3 separate regions of the Sus scrofa genome follow, and all the other regions are linked to region 1. The links are chromatin contacts, called in public Hi-C and HiChIP or PLAC-seq maps. All regions are on one chromosome and are shown on one strand. The core of a region is the stretch at or near the end of the contact, and the rest is flanking DNA. Distances in the headings are between cores, read along the strand shown. Region 1 overlaps SLC44A3 (choline transporter-like protein 3). Region 2 overlaps ALG14 (UDP-N-acetylglucosamine transferase subunit ALG14 homolog). Region 3 overlaps ALG14 (UDP-N-acetylglucosamine transferase subunit ALG14 homolog).

Region 1 (4,364 bases), core at 295-2,794:
AGAATTAAATATAGCCGGAGCGCATTCATCTCTGTCATTCGTTTAAGCCGTAAGAGGGCTGAAGAGTTCACCCAAAGACCATCGAGGGCCGGGACATGGGCAACCTGTATAATTTCCCCTTTGCAACCATTTGCCGGAAGCCCGGTAACTAAGAGCCGTAAGGACGTGGCTGCGGTGTTACAGGAAAGAGCCAGGGGTGCTCCGTTTGGAGAAGGGACCCACGGAGGCAGGACTTCACAGTCTGCAAATACGCAGAAGATGGTTTCCAGCTGCTGCGGATTCGCCGAGGAAGAAGTCAGGGAGCGGATCACAGCTGAGCCGACGGCGTTCCGGTGGGAGACAGATGTGTTTCCTAACCTCGGCAGGAGCTGCCCAGGACCTGTTCTCCAGAACAAAGACTGCCGGTTTTCTGTGGGATTGGAAGGCTGAACCTCACGGCTTCCCCACAGACCTCCCCCAACCCCATCTTGCAGGGATTTTTCTGGAAGACTCATCAGGAAAAGACAGGGTCTCTGCAGGGACCCGATCGTGCGCCTTCGCTCAGGACTGGATTTTCACTGGAGAACATCCATTCTGTGCCGCTGGTCCTTGTCCAGGAGCCTCAGAACAAAAGTCACTTTCCGTACTGTTAGAGTGCTTCCTGAGCCCTAGGCTGGATCTAACCAGAGCTACAACCCGCCCCTGGGCCCCTGAAGTTGCTGGCTTTGACTTACGCCCATTGTCCAAGCAAGTTACATATTCTGACCACAAAGGTGTTACAGATGCAGACTTGATGGACGGGACCATTAAACCCTTGGCCCAGCGACTTGAGCTGGCCTGGTGTCCTGGGGCCCTGGCTCCATCACACAGGGCCCCGGCACTCAGGACAGCCACTTGTTTAAAAGAGGGGGAGCTGGGCAAGCTGGGTGCATCCTGAAGTCTCCTGCCATCTCACACGACCCAAAGTCTTCCTACTGCCACCACCCACAGAAGCCAGGGCAAGGTGCTCAGCACACGGCACTCCCTGTAGAGACCTGGCCTGATGGGAGGCCCCAGCGTCCTTCTAAGCCCATCACCGAGCTGCCCTACATGCCCCTCGCTGCCCTGCGGTCCTGAATGCCAATTCTCAAAACATGGTGAAGCATTGGTTTAAGCCTCACCAGGTGTGATCAGATCCCCTTCCTGAAGGCAGGCTTTGCTGGTTGTGGCGGAAGCAGAGATGAAGGCCCAGCCACACTCACAGCAGAGGAGGGGTGACGAGGCGATGTTACCTTTGACCATAAAGGGGTCCAGGAAGAGAAGGTGGGGGCTCAAAGACCCTGCACTGTGGGCAGTGTTGAGTTCTCAGGGAGGGTATGGAGTAATCCTAGCTCTGCAAACTGGCTTGCTTTGGGAGCTGGCCTTCTTTTCAGGCTTTCTCCCATCACGTGGAAACTCAGCTTCTGGAACCTCTGCCTCTTCTTCTAGCCAAGCCCTAGACTCATCATCAGGATGCAGCATGGACAAAGGCAGCCGAGACAGTGCAGGCACTCCCCTGCCTGAAATGATGAATCCCATCCCGGCCAACCTCAGAAGGCTGATGCCCAACCCCAGTCTTCAGGACCTGGAGGACCAGCGGGGCCCCCAAGGCCCCATTCACAGTGGCCCGTGAATCCTTTGTCTACAATGGCAGGCAGGCCCCGCCCCCTTCTCCCTGCATCCCTGCCTGAGCACCATAGTATGTCCAAAGGCCCATAAATCTCATGAAGGGGAAAGTGAATATTCTTCCTTTTAAAAAATTTGAGGAAAAGGAAAAAACGTGTCAGATTTTCCTGGCTCTGCCGCTCTTGTAGTTTATCAGATCTAAATGAATTCGTATCAGGAACAGACTCCCTGGCATTTCCTATTTTCAACAATATTGAGTGGAGACACACGTCGCCCTCACTGTGGGACAACTGGATTGCAGTTATTCTGCTCCCGATATTACTTTAGGGTTCTCTCTCCCTTCCTGCATGATTTAAGTCACAGCAAAACACAGCGCTTGCCAACACTTGAAACATTTCTGGCCGCATTCCTTCTCCTCCCTCAAAACTGGGCTCTTGTCAAAGCCTTAACTCGCGGGACTTAGCAACCCGAGCAAGCCGTAGAATAATCCATTATGAAGAAAGCAAGCTTCACTTGGAATCAGTGAAGGAGCTTCTCGGAAAGGGCCTGATTTTCTGGAACGGGCCGCCGAGGGCCGAGGGCCGGGGCCGAGGTTGCCCTTGTTTTATCTCTAAGGTTTGGGGGGGGCTGAAGCTGTACCCGTTCTCTTGTTTTCCCCTTTTTTTCCTGCCTGTGAAACGGACTCTTGCATTCTTGGGAGCTGTGTCATGACAGTCCCATAAGTGATTCACAGTGAAGTGACCTTTAAAGAGCAGAGGAGGCATCCGCTGGATTTCAGGAGCCAGAACCGCGCCCCCTTCCCGGCAAGCCCACCGCTCTCTGGTGGCCAGCCCCAGTCACGTGATTCGGTGGCGCTCTTACTGGCAGTGTTTACATATGCACGTGTGTGGCTTAAACCTTGGGGCATGTTACGTAATTAAGCTTCTGAAAATGAACATGGGATCTAGGTGCAATTGAAAGGTTTGGTAGATGTGGTAAAGAGGAAAACGTGTTCATTTTAATTCATCGTTTTTTGTTTTTTGTCTTTGTAATTCTCTTTTCCATGTCATAACACTTGAGTGCCACCAAAAGCAGTGAACTTAGTCCAAGAAATCATTGAACCTTAGCTACCAAGGAGTAAAAAGATTTTGCCAAATGCAAATGGCATCACTGCTTTCTAAACTGTTAGTACCAGAGACGATTTGAACCAGAGAGAAGTTTTGTATTTCTTTGTAAATAGTGGGGGGTTTTTTTGGCCAGGCCCAGGGTATGCACAAGTTCCCGGGCCAGCGGTTAGTTCTGTGCTTTGTCCCCTTCGTGTACCTACAAAATGCCTTTCCCCTGGGCATTTGTTCATTGGCATTCACCAGCACTGAGCTTAATGGTCCAAGGAGCAAATGCTGACTAGAAGCCTGGGAAGTTACCCTCTTTTATACCATCTAAAAGTCTCAAAGAATCAGAGTTCCCATTGTGGCACAGCAGAAACAAATCCGACTAGGAACCATGAGGTTGTGGGTTCGATCCCTGGCCTCGCTCAGTGAGTTAAGGATCCGGCATTGCCCTGAGCTGTGGTGTAGGTCACAGACACGGCTCGGATCTGGCGTTGCTGCGGCTGTGGTGTAGGCCAGTGGCTACAGCTCCGATTGGACCCCTAGCCTGGGAAGTTCCATATGCTGGGGTACAGCCCTAAAAAGACAAAAAGACAAAAAAAAAAAAAAAGTATCAAAGACTCTTACTCAAGCAACTTGCTCTGAGTGAGTACATGTACATGTCAGCAGCATCACATTATTGTAAAGCCAGACTTGTTTTTTTTCTTTTTCTGTTATTGGAAAAAAATTGTTTTATATATAATGATTTTTATTTTTTTCCATTATAGCTGCTTTACAGTGTTCTGTCAGTTTTCTACTGTACAGCAAGGTGACCCAGTTACACATACACATATACATTTTTTTCCTCACATTATCATGCTCCATCATAAGTGACTAGATATAGTTCCCAGTGTACACAGCAGGATCTCATTGCTTATCCATTCCAAAGGCAATAGTTTGCATCTATTAACCCCAAATTCCCAGTCCATCCCACTCTCTCCCCCTCAGCAACCACAAGTCTATTCTCCATGTCCATGATTTTCTTTTCTGTGGAAAGGTTCATTTGTGCTATATATTAGATTCCAGATATAAGTGATGTCATATGGTATTTGTCTTTCTCTTCCTGACTTACTTCACTCAGTAGGAGAGTCTCTAGTTCCACCTATGTTGCTCAAATGGCATTATTTTGTTCTTTTTTATGGCTGAGTAGTAGTCCATTGTGTATGCATATACCATTCTTCCCAATCCATTCATCTGTCGATGGACATTTGGGTTGTTTCCATCTCTTGGCTCTTGTGAATGGTGCTACAATGAACATGTGGGTGCATGTGTCTTTTTCAGGGAAAGTTTTGTCCAGACATATGCCCAAGAGTGGGATTGCTAGGTCATATGGTAGTTCTATGCATAGATTTCTAAGGTACCTCCATACCGTTCTCCATAGTGGTTGTACCAGCTTACATTCCGACCAAGAGTGCAGGAGGGTTCCCTTTTCTCCACACCCCCAACAGCATTTGCTATTTGTGGACTTGTTAATGATGGCCATTCTGACGGGTGTGAGGTGGTACCTCATAGCAGTTTTGATTTGCATTTCTCTAATAATCAGTGATGTTGAACATTTTTTCATGTGCTTGTTGGCTATCTGTATATCTCCTTGGGAGAAATGTCTATTCCGGT
Region 2 (4,373 bases), core at 158-2,657, 170 kb after region 1:
GATCCTTCTGGAGCTCCAGAAGGAGGTAAAGAGGGAGGAACACTTCGTCAGGGACTGTTAGGAGAATGAGATGAGTTAATATGTACATACATAAGGTGCCTAGAACAGCACCTGATACGTAGGGAGAGTTCAGTAAGTGCTATTTTTCTAAAAATTTTAAAAACTATGACTTCAATTCACATGAATCAAAAGATAAACCATTTCCTCCAACTTCTATTATATGTCAATGAAAAGAAATCTGTATATGGGAATTATAGAGGAAAAAAGCCCAATCTGCCATAAGACTGAACCTTACAAAAAACGACTACCTTGCTACTACATTCAGGCCTTAAGTTCCAGATTCCATTAATTTCTAATAGCAATAAATATTAAATTGAAATTGCTAGTTAATAAAGGTATAGCCTAGGAGTTCCCTTCGTGGCCCAGTGGTTAATGAACCTGACTAGGATCCATAAAGACATGGGTTCAATTCCTGACCTTGTTCAGTGGGTTAAATACCTGGCGTTGCTGTGAGCTGTGGTGTAGGTCGCAGATGTGGCTTGGATCCTGCATTGCTGTGTCAGTGGTGTAGGCCAGCAGCTATAGCTCTGATTTGACCCCTAGCGTGGGAACTTCCATATGCCGTAGATGCAGCCGTGTAAAAAGGAAAAGGAAAAAAAAAAAAAAAAGGGATAGCCTAAAGATTTTAACTTTATGTACATTATGTGTCTGTCACTCAACTGACTTATCTTTCACTTTTCTTAAAATGACCTTCTCCATCTTCGATTAAATGGCATCTCCATTCTCAAGGCTCATCCAGCTCCCCAGAGAGGACCTGTCACTCTACCACCACTCAGCTGCGGGCAAGACTGCTGTCTACTGAGCTCACCTTCAAACTTCTTCACAAAGGACAAATCCTGTCATAGAGGAGAGTCCTTGACAGATATCTGTGAATGAACAAACCACTGAGTTCCTGCGATACTCACTTGGCACCAGATGGCACTTGGCATAAGCATTAGAAGTACCTTCCCGTTTGGCTCCTCGACTAGACTGTAAGCCCCCTGGGGGCAGGGCCCAGGTCCACTCCTGTTTGCACTCTCAGTGACCAGCACAGCGACTGGACTTTCATCAGAGAGGTGCGCCGAGAGGCTACCAAGCGCCAGGCACTGCTGCATAAGCACAATGAACAAGGCGGCTGCAGTTTCGTATGGAGTAACAGATAAAAAAGATAGTTTTTTAATGGAATTAGTACTACAAAGAAAATTAAGCAGGGCAGTGTGACATGAAGACATGAGCTGGAGGAAGGACTACTCGTCAGGGTGAGCCTTTGTGAGGAGGTAACAGTTGAGCTCAGAAAACAGAAAGGAGCCAGTCAAGTTCAGAGCAGGGGTGAAGAGGCCCAGGCACAGGGGGCAGCAAGAACAGCGGTTCTGAGACATCAGTCGGCTGGGTCTGCTGGCGGGGGAGGCGGGCAGGCAGCTCTGGCTGACACGCAGTAAATTAGGGGACAAGAGGAGAGAAGAGGTCAGAGAGGAATGTGCAGGCTGCACTGAGAGGTCTGGACTTCATTCTGAAAATGCAGAAAGCTGCTGGATGATTTTAAGTGTGGAGTTAACAGAATCTCATATACCAAAAAAAAAAAAAAAAAAAAAAAAAAATCACATTGGTTGTTACGTGGTGAAATTGTCACAGTGGTTGTTAACTGGCAGGGGTTGTGAACTCCCTTCCAGAGGCAGGTAAGTTAGGGGACCATGCAATGGGCGGGGAGGTGGGGGTGGATGGCCCGGGGGCAGAGATGATGGACAGAAACGGATGGATGGGTGATGAAGTCAGAAGACATGGTTGGCAGAGCTTGTTAGTGAAGACGAGAAGCAGGGTGTGGCAGAGAGGAATCAAAGACGTCTCCTAAGGACTGGACTTGAGATCACCAGGATGGATCTGCATCTCAAATCTACCCAGACGGAGAAGAGGGGGAAAGATCTACCATCGTGGCCCAAGAAAGTGTCCGATGTCTATGAGATACAGAAACGGAAAAGCAACGCAGGTTAGGCACTGAACAGAACACTTGGAGGACGAGAGACTCACTTAAAATCAGACATGCAGTCTTCCAAACTTGACTGACTCTATTTACTGCTTCCAAGGTTACAGAGACAAACAAAATAAGAGATTGAAATGACGAGAAATCTCAGTTCATTTGATGAACTGTGTCATTTTTGGCTGCTGTAGATGTTCTCTGACCCAGATTCTTAATACAAAGCGGCTGAATGTTATGGCAGAAACTTTAGACAAATGCTGTAACTCGATCCAGTATTTGTGCCACTTAGAGCAGGTCTTAGAAACCCTGACGTCCTGAGGTGTCGAGAGGAGCAGGCAGTGACTCACCAAATCACTTTGACTCGAAGACTATTACAAGCCATATGTGAAGCTACTGGGAGCCAAAGGTTTTGATGCTTTTGGCAATAATTCACATTTTAAAATTCATATTTATTGAGGTATAATTTTACACAGAGTCAAATTCACCCTTTGTAGGGCACAAGTCTCAGTTATGACAAACATAAAATTAAGTAAAACCACCACCAGCACCATCACAATCAAAAATCAAGATACAGAACAGCGTCTCACCCAAAAAAGTTCCTTTAAGTCTTTTTTTCTTACTTTTCTTTTTTTTTTTGGGGGGGGGGGGTGGCACAGGTAGGGCTGCACCTGCAGCATAAAGAAGTTCCTGGCTAGGGGTCAAATTGGAGCTGCAGCTGCCAGCCTACACCACAGCCATGGCAACACTGAATGAGAGCTGCATCTGAGACCCACGCTGCAGCTCGCGGCCACACTGGATCCTTAACCCACTGAGCGAGGCCAGGGATCAAACTCACATGCTCACGGAGACTACACTGGGTCCGTAACCCACTGAGCCACAACGGTGACTCCTCATTATCTTTTTAAATTTAAGAATAGTCGTATGACCTTATGACTCTCATTCACGGATACCTGGCAAAGCCATATTTCTTGAAAAATATGATACATGAAATAGCAGAACAACCTAAAAAGTATTTAATGACCTTGTAAAAGAAGAAACCAGCCATCCATTCCAATTAGCAAGGGTTAGATTCCGGCCTCTAAAACAGACTTTAATAACTTTTCTCTAAGATGCTTTTCATCTGACAATTGGCCTGGAAGAAACAAGCATGACTTTTAACATACACGCAACAAGATTTGCACACTTTTCCCCCAAAGCAACCTGAGGTTTTGAATTACTATCTCGTCCAAAAAGTTAATTAACATTATATAGTCTCACAATGCTTTTACATGTGATTTTTTTTTTTAATTTTTCTTCCGCATCCATGGAAGTTCCTGGGCCAGAGATCAAATCTGCACCACCGCAGAGACAATGTCAGGTCCTTAACCCACTGTACCACAGGGGGAACTCCTACATGTGATTTTTCTGTAACAGGAAACTGGTAAATATAAATTTGATTAATTTTCCAAGTCAATCTCATTTGTGAAATTTTGTAATAATACCATTCCTGTTATTTTCATTATCCATTTTGAATTTTAAAAAGATTCTATTTTGACAAATACACATAACATTTAATTTTGAAATGTATATGATTATTACTATTATTCAATTAGATCAGTCTGTTAAATCCACTATGAAAGCAGGTACTTAACTTGAGCAGCTGTAATATATTTAAATTTTATACTCTCAATTAGAGCACGTGATGTTTAATGTAATTTTTTTTAAAATTTTATTGTATTTTTGCTTTTTTAAGGACTGCACCTGTGGCATGTGGACGTTCTCAGGCGGGTGGAATTGGAGCTGCAGCTGCCGGCTTAAACCACAGCCACGGCAAAGTGGGATCCAAGCCGTGTCTGCAACCTACACCATAGCTTGTGGCAATGGCAGATCCTTAATCCACTGAGTGAGGCCAGGGATCCCACCCACATCCTCATGGATACTAGCTGGGTTTGCTTTTGCTGTGCCACGACAGGAACTCCCTATAATTTATTTTAAAGTAATTAATTAATTGATTCTTAATTGGTCTGAATGAATGAACACATCTTCCATGGTGAACCAGAAATGGTGGCATACTTTGGGTTCTGGAATCAGAAAGCATGGATTCCAGACCTAGCTCTGTTTTTTACTGGTTGTGCATATTCCGGGCAAATAACTTCCTGCCTCACAGAGTCCCAGTTTCCTCCTCCATTAAACGTGAACAGCAGCACCACCCGCCTCAAACAGCAGGAATGCAAGGGCTTAGGACCAGGCCTGGCACACCGTGGTGTGCTCAATAAACGCTAGATAGGATATACCGGACAGAATTTTTATTTTAAAAACACTGACATGTTCCATTATTATTCAGCATTCACTCTAAAACAACAAGGAAAATGACTTTATT
Region 3 (4,564 bases), core at 1,801-4,300, 190 kb after region 1:
TCTTGGGGATCCTCTCCCCAGAAAACAGGTCATGAGAGAGACAGTCCTGAGGCCCTGCAGTCTGAGCACAAAGGGAAAGGGAGCTGCCAGGTTAAAGGAGCAGTCTCCCAATCCGCACATGCAAATGCTTGAAAAATTCTCTGTCCCCGGGTTCTACATGAAACCTGCTATGCCGATGTGGTCCAGGGGGTGGAACCTGGGGCAGAGGGATGTCCGATACACAGATGAGCTATGCCTGGTGCTGCAGGGTCTGATGTCCTGGTCACTCAGAAGAAACACTGCGAGCCAGGCCATGATGAAATCCTATGAGAGTTTAAATTACTTTACGTAGCTCTAGACAATGATCAAAATATATATTAAAAAAAATAAGGGAAAAGGATCAATAGGAGGCTTGTAGTCTGGTCTTCACAACAGTGCCTTTGAAGACAAAGGGATGGGACAGAGTTTCGGGGAGCTGCGATGCAGGCTTGGCCTTGACCAGGCATTCCTGGGGGTTGTGGCATCTGGAGAAATCCCAGTGAAGGAAGCTTTAGAGACTTGCTGGGTTTTTTTTTTTTTTTTTTTTTTTTTTTGAGTCTGTACCTCTGCCTTAGGGAATGGTCTGTGACTCTCTTTTATGTCCTATTAATAGGATGCAGGACACAAAGGATGCTTCATCCATTGTTCCGTCCCTGACCCCCATCCCCAGACCCAACATGTTAAGGGGTGGCCACAGGACCAAGCAGGGTCAGCCTAGCCCCGCATTCGTATAGAGGCCCAGGGCAAGTTCTTCCTCTGAGAAACACGGTGGGCTGCTAAACTGTCCCTCAACCCCTTCTGCTGGGGAAGAAACACATATCTGCTTTGGTGTTCCTCTCTTCACTACGCTTTTCTGTAACAACTCAGAACTGAACTTTCCGACGTGCCGCCAAAACACACTATTCCTGCATTCCCACGCCAGAAACTGACAGATGGACGGTAGCTCCATCATAAACAGATTTCCTGCACAGCCATGAAGATCACGAAGATCTTTGTGGAGTCTGGCAGCGCTGGGGGCTGCGGGAGGACGGCCCATGTTTCCTTCCTCCAAAGCCTCTACGCACTTTCCAAATCCACCCACCTCTTCCCAACATCGCTGCTCCCCCCAGGGTCCAAGCCATCGCCACCCCTCACCCTGACTATGGAACCGCCTCTTCGTCTCGTTTGCTCCACATTCACTTTATCCTCTACAGACTCTCCGCAGCGATCTTTGCACAATGTGTAGCAGCTCTTCCCTTTCATCCTCTGGCTTGAAACCCCTCAAAGGCTCCCCGGTGCACCTGGGATACGATCCACGTTTACGACAGGTGCCTCCACGGTCCCACGGGACCTGGCACTGGCTACCTCTCTGACCACTCCCCGTGCGCTCTGTCCCACCCCACGGGTCTCCCTTCCATTTTCTGAATGTGTCAGGCTCACGTCTTCCTGAAGGCCTTTTCTGCTCATTCTGAGCAGCCTGCTCTGCCCCCAGACTGTCTCACAGCAGGACCCTTCCTGCAAATCAGGCCTCGCCAGCACACTGTCTCCTCAGAGAGGACTCCGTTCTCGTCCACCGCCCCCCTCCCCACGGCTGCCCCCCTCCGCACCGTCTTATCTTACCCTCTTCACAGCACTGACGGGTACCTCAGACCACCTCGCTCGTTCCTGGTGTGCCTGACTGCCGGCTGCCTCTCTCCCAGCGCGTGAGCTCCCTGAGAGGGAGGATTTCGTCTGCTCCCGCTTTATTCCAAAGTGCAGGATGGGGTTTCCACGCCACTACTCGCTGAACCGATAAACGACGGTCGTGACACTTTCCAGAAGTCCAGCCTGTGGTCTACGCTGGGGAAGATGCTGACTCTATCTCACGACTTCTCAGGAATATAAGAAGCCAATGAATCCTCCTCACTGCACAGATGAGGAATCTGAACTTTCCCGGGGGACAGAGCCAGCAAGCAGCAGCCAGGCCTTCCCCGTGTCCTGAAATATGTGGCTGACTTCCCCTTCCACAGGCTGTTCTTGGGTCCCTGTGCCTCGCCACTGAGAGGCCTGCCTTCCCCAACACATAGTGAGCTGAACCAGCCTCCTGTTGTTGCTACGGGAGGCCGGGAGTGTGTGGATCCCTGACCCATTTCTTCTTCCTTCTCTGCTTTGCAACTCACCTGCCCTGGACACCTACAGCTTTCAACCCCCAGAGTAGGCTGCATCTTTCTGGCTTGGGGAGAACTGAACTCCCGGCCCCCTCCCCTCTCTCTGGGCTTTGTGCCCTGTTCTGCACTGCAGCTCTGCCCTCCTCCCCACCTACTGCTGTTATCACGGACTCCCTGCCCTGCCCCGAGCCTTTGCGGGGGAAAACCAGGACAAAAAGACATAGGGCCTCAGACTTTCCTGTTAAACCTTAGGCCCCAAATCCCTTCTGGCAAGTTCTGCTGTTTTGCTATTGCTCCTACCTTGCAGCCAACTGGGTCACACACTCCCAGACAGTAAGCTCTAGTGGAGCCCTTTCTGGGCGGGTCAGTATGTGTATCCTGCAACGTCTGCCTGTCTTCCAATGTGATCTGGTCTCTGTCACACAACTGGCAGTAACAGAAAAGACAGAGAAAGAGACCTTTCTCTCTCGCCACATGGTGAATGAAACATCCTTTCTAGCTGCATGAGCTCCCCAGTTAAGAGGCAGGGACGACGCCCTACGCTACTCAGCCGCCCAATGTCCCCCCCCACACACACACTTGATCGATCCATAACTAAACCCACAGTGGCAAGAGACACAGCAAAGGGAGAATGTCTAAGAGTAAAAAAATAAAGTGGAGAAATGGATTTTGTTCAAGGTTCTCGTGTGTCTGAAATTATGTGAAACACGGAGTTATATGCTAATTGTATACGACAACGGGTAACTTTCAAAGTATCTTTGAGAATTACATCACTGCTAAAAACCACAAACATATCTGGCTTTAGATTTGTGACAAACTAAATAGAAGTTTATAGTGATTTAGATGGAAATAATTCCACCAAGGATTCCAGATGGCATCATAAACCACAACAGAGCCGGTCAAGTGGTCTATGAGGTCATTCTTTGCTGTTACCACACATTGAAACGTACAATACATGTATTATTTAATGAATGCCACACTACTGCAGAATCTTGGAAATAAGACAAAGTGAAAATGGTAAAATTTCATTCAACCAAAAGTGGTTTCAGCTTTCTCTTGTAACTTTTTTTTTTAATAATGAAAAGTATAATATGCAGTAAAAATATGTTGGATGATGTACCCAGCAATTCTGAAATCCAGAGAACCATAATTTACCAGCAAGGAAAAGCTTTTATATGCATGAGTACCTGGCAGTTGCTCACTTCATGGTAGCTGATGGAGATGTGCCAGGAAGGGACCTCTGATGAAGGGGCCGTGGGCGCCAGGCCGGGTCCTGCTCAGGGCCAGCTCTGTCGCTCTGGGGAGTTGGCTTCTCTGGACCTCGCTCTCTCAACTGTGAAGCAGGGAGGCCTGGCTGAGACCAGGGATCCTCAACCAGCCTCTGGGATCCCACACGCATCTGACTTGTCAAAGACAGGCAAGGCTGCGCTCCAGTCCTGCCCCTCGCCTTGCAGCTACTCCTCACTGTGCCTGGGGCAGCTCTTCCTGGCCTGGAGGCCTCAGGCTTCGGGGAAATGAAAAAGAAATTTGTTCTCGAAACAGCGATGGGACTCTGGCCCCAAAGATTTCTAAAGTCCTTCCTAGTGAACAAGCGTTGCCCTCGTCCCAGTCTTTCACTGCCCCTTCTTTTGTCAGCAATAATCCAATGTTCCTTTGGGTCCCTCGTTCTGCTCACATTCTCAGCCAGAGGGTGTCGGTGGGACTCAGCCCCCGTCTCCAACCTCAACAGGCAGCTCCAGGAGGCCCGGAATGGCTTCGGCACCGTGGAATAACACTCCTCCTGGCCGAAAAATGGAGATATAACCTAGCTGGAGACCGCCGGCCAGGAGACGTTTGCTGGACCTCTGGGAGAAAGCAGCTTTACCTCCCTCTCCTGCGTGCTCTAAGAGCTCTTCATAGGTCAATGCAAAGATGTGAAGCCAGGGGGTGCTGGTGCTTTGCACGACCCTGAGGGAGGAATCGGGAGCTGCAGGAGGCAGCACGGAGGGGAGCCAGTGGCAAGGACCCCAACCGGGGTTGGAGGTGGGGGGGAGGGGGCAGGGACCTCCCAGGCAGCTGGACCGAGCTTGCCAGAAACGAGACTGCATTTTTTTCCATTTTGTAAGTCAACAAACTCTATTGTTCAGGCCAGTTTGGAGTTTAGTTTTATGTCACTTGCAGTTGAAACACCTTTCCTTTCAGCTTTAAAATGGTATGAATTTAAGACTGTTTTCCTCTTTTTAAAAAGGAAAAGACATTAAAATCAGAGATGAAACAGTTGTTCACAGCAGTAGATATGAGAGTCCTATTCGTCGTGAGCACAGATCCACCGGGTGACAGGAATGGGGCTGGGGACACAGGAGTGAGGACGTTTATAAGGAACGCACCAGTCTCCTGGGGCAACATGGGCAGCTAATCACGGCAATCAGATGAACACAACA

Evidence for each region. A called contact is a pair of places that touch in the nucleus more often than the background predicts. HiChIP or PLAC-seq counts read pairs in DNA pulled down with a chosen protein or histone mark.
Region 2: an H3K27ac HiChIP or PLAC-seq map of skeletal muscle shows a contact between it and region 1. The contact joins two enhancer-like sites. A contact is called at or near these places in 1 of 47 Hi-C or Micro-C datasets (omental adipose tissue) and 1 of 2 datasets of contacts at active chromatin or transcription factors (skeletal muscle).
Region 3: a Hi-C map of omental adipose tissue shows a contact between it and region 1, with 2.8 times the contacts expected there. The contact joins two enhancer-like sites. A contact is called at or near these places in 23 of 47 Hi-C or Micro-C datasets (alveolar macrophages, blood, brain and 14 more) and 1 of 2 datasets of contacts at active chromatin or transcription factors (skeletal muscle).

What each region holds. Positions count from the first base shown.
Region 1 is chr4:122,560,956-122,565,319 of Sscrofa11.1, reverse strand. The region is part of intron 10 of SLC44A3 (choline transporter-like protein 3); the gene reads left to right. Among named protein-coding and RNA genes, the nearest start is that of SLC44A3, 59 kb to the left of the region's middle. Within about 2 kb of position 1,544, at least 49 of the 83 cell types and tissues checked have an H3K27ac peak or open chromatin away from gene starts, as enhancers often do. A contact at or near this core is called in mesenteric adipose tissue, omental adipose tissue and skeletal muscle, where this site is marked.
Region 2 is chr4:122,389,990-122,394,362 of Sscrofa11.1, reverse strand. The region is part of intron 3 of ALG14 (UDP-N-acetylglucosamine transferase subunit ALG14 homolog); the gene reads right to left. Among named protein-coding and RNA genes, the nearest start is that of ALG14, 49 kb to the right of the region's middle. Within about 2 kb of position 1,407, at least 13 of the 83 cell types and tissues checked have an H3K27ac peak or open chromatin away from gene starts, as enhancers often do. A contact at or near this core is called in skeletal muscle, where this site is marked.
Region 3 is chr4:122,374,342-122,378,905 of Sscrofa11.1, reverse strand. The region is part of intron 2 of ALG14 (UDP-N-acetylglucosamine transferase subunit ALG14 homolog); the gene reads right to left. Among named protein-coding and RNA genes, the nearest start is that of ALG14, 33 kb to the right of the region's middle. Within about 2 kb of position 3,050, at least 13 of the 83 cell types and tissues checked have an H3K27ac peak or open chromatin away from gene starts, as enhancers often do. A contact at or near this core is called in mesenteric adipose tissue and omental adipose tissue, where this site is marked.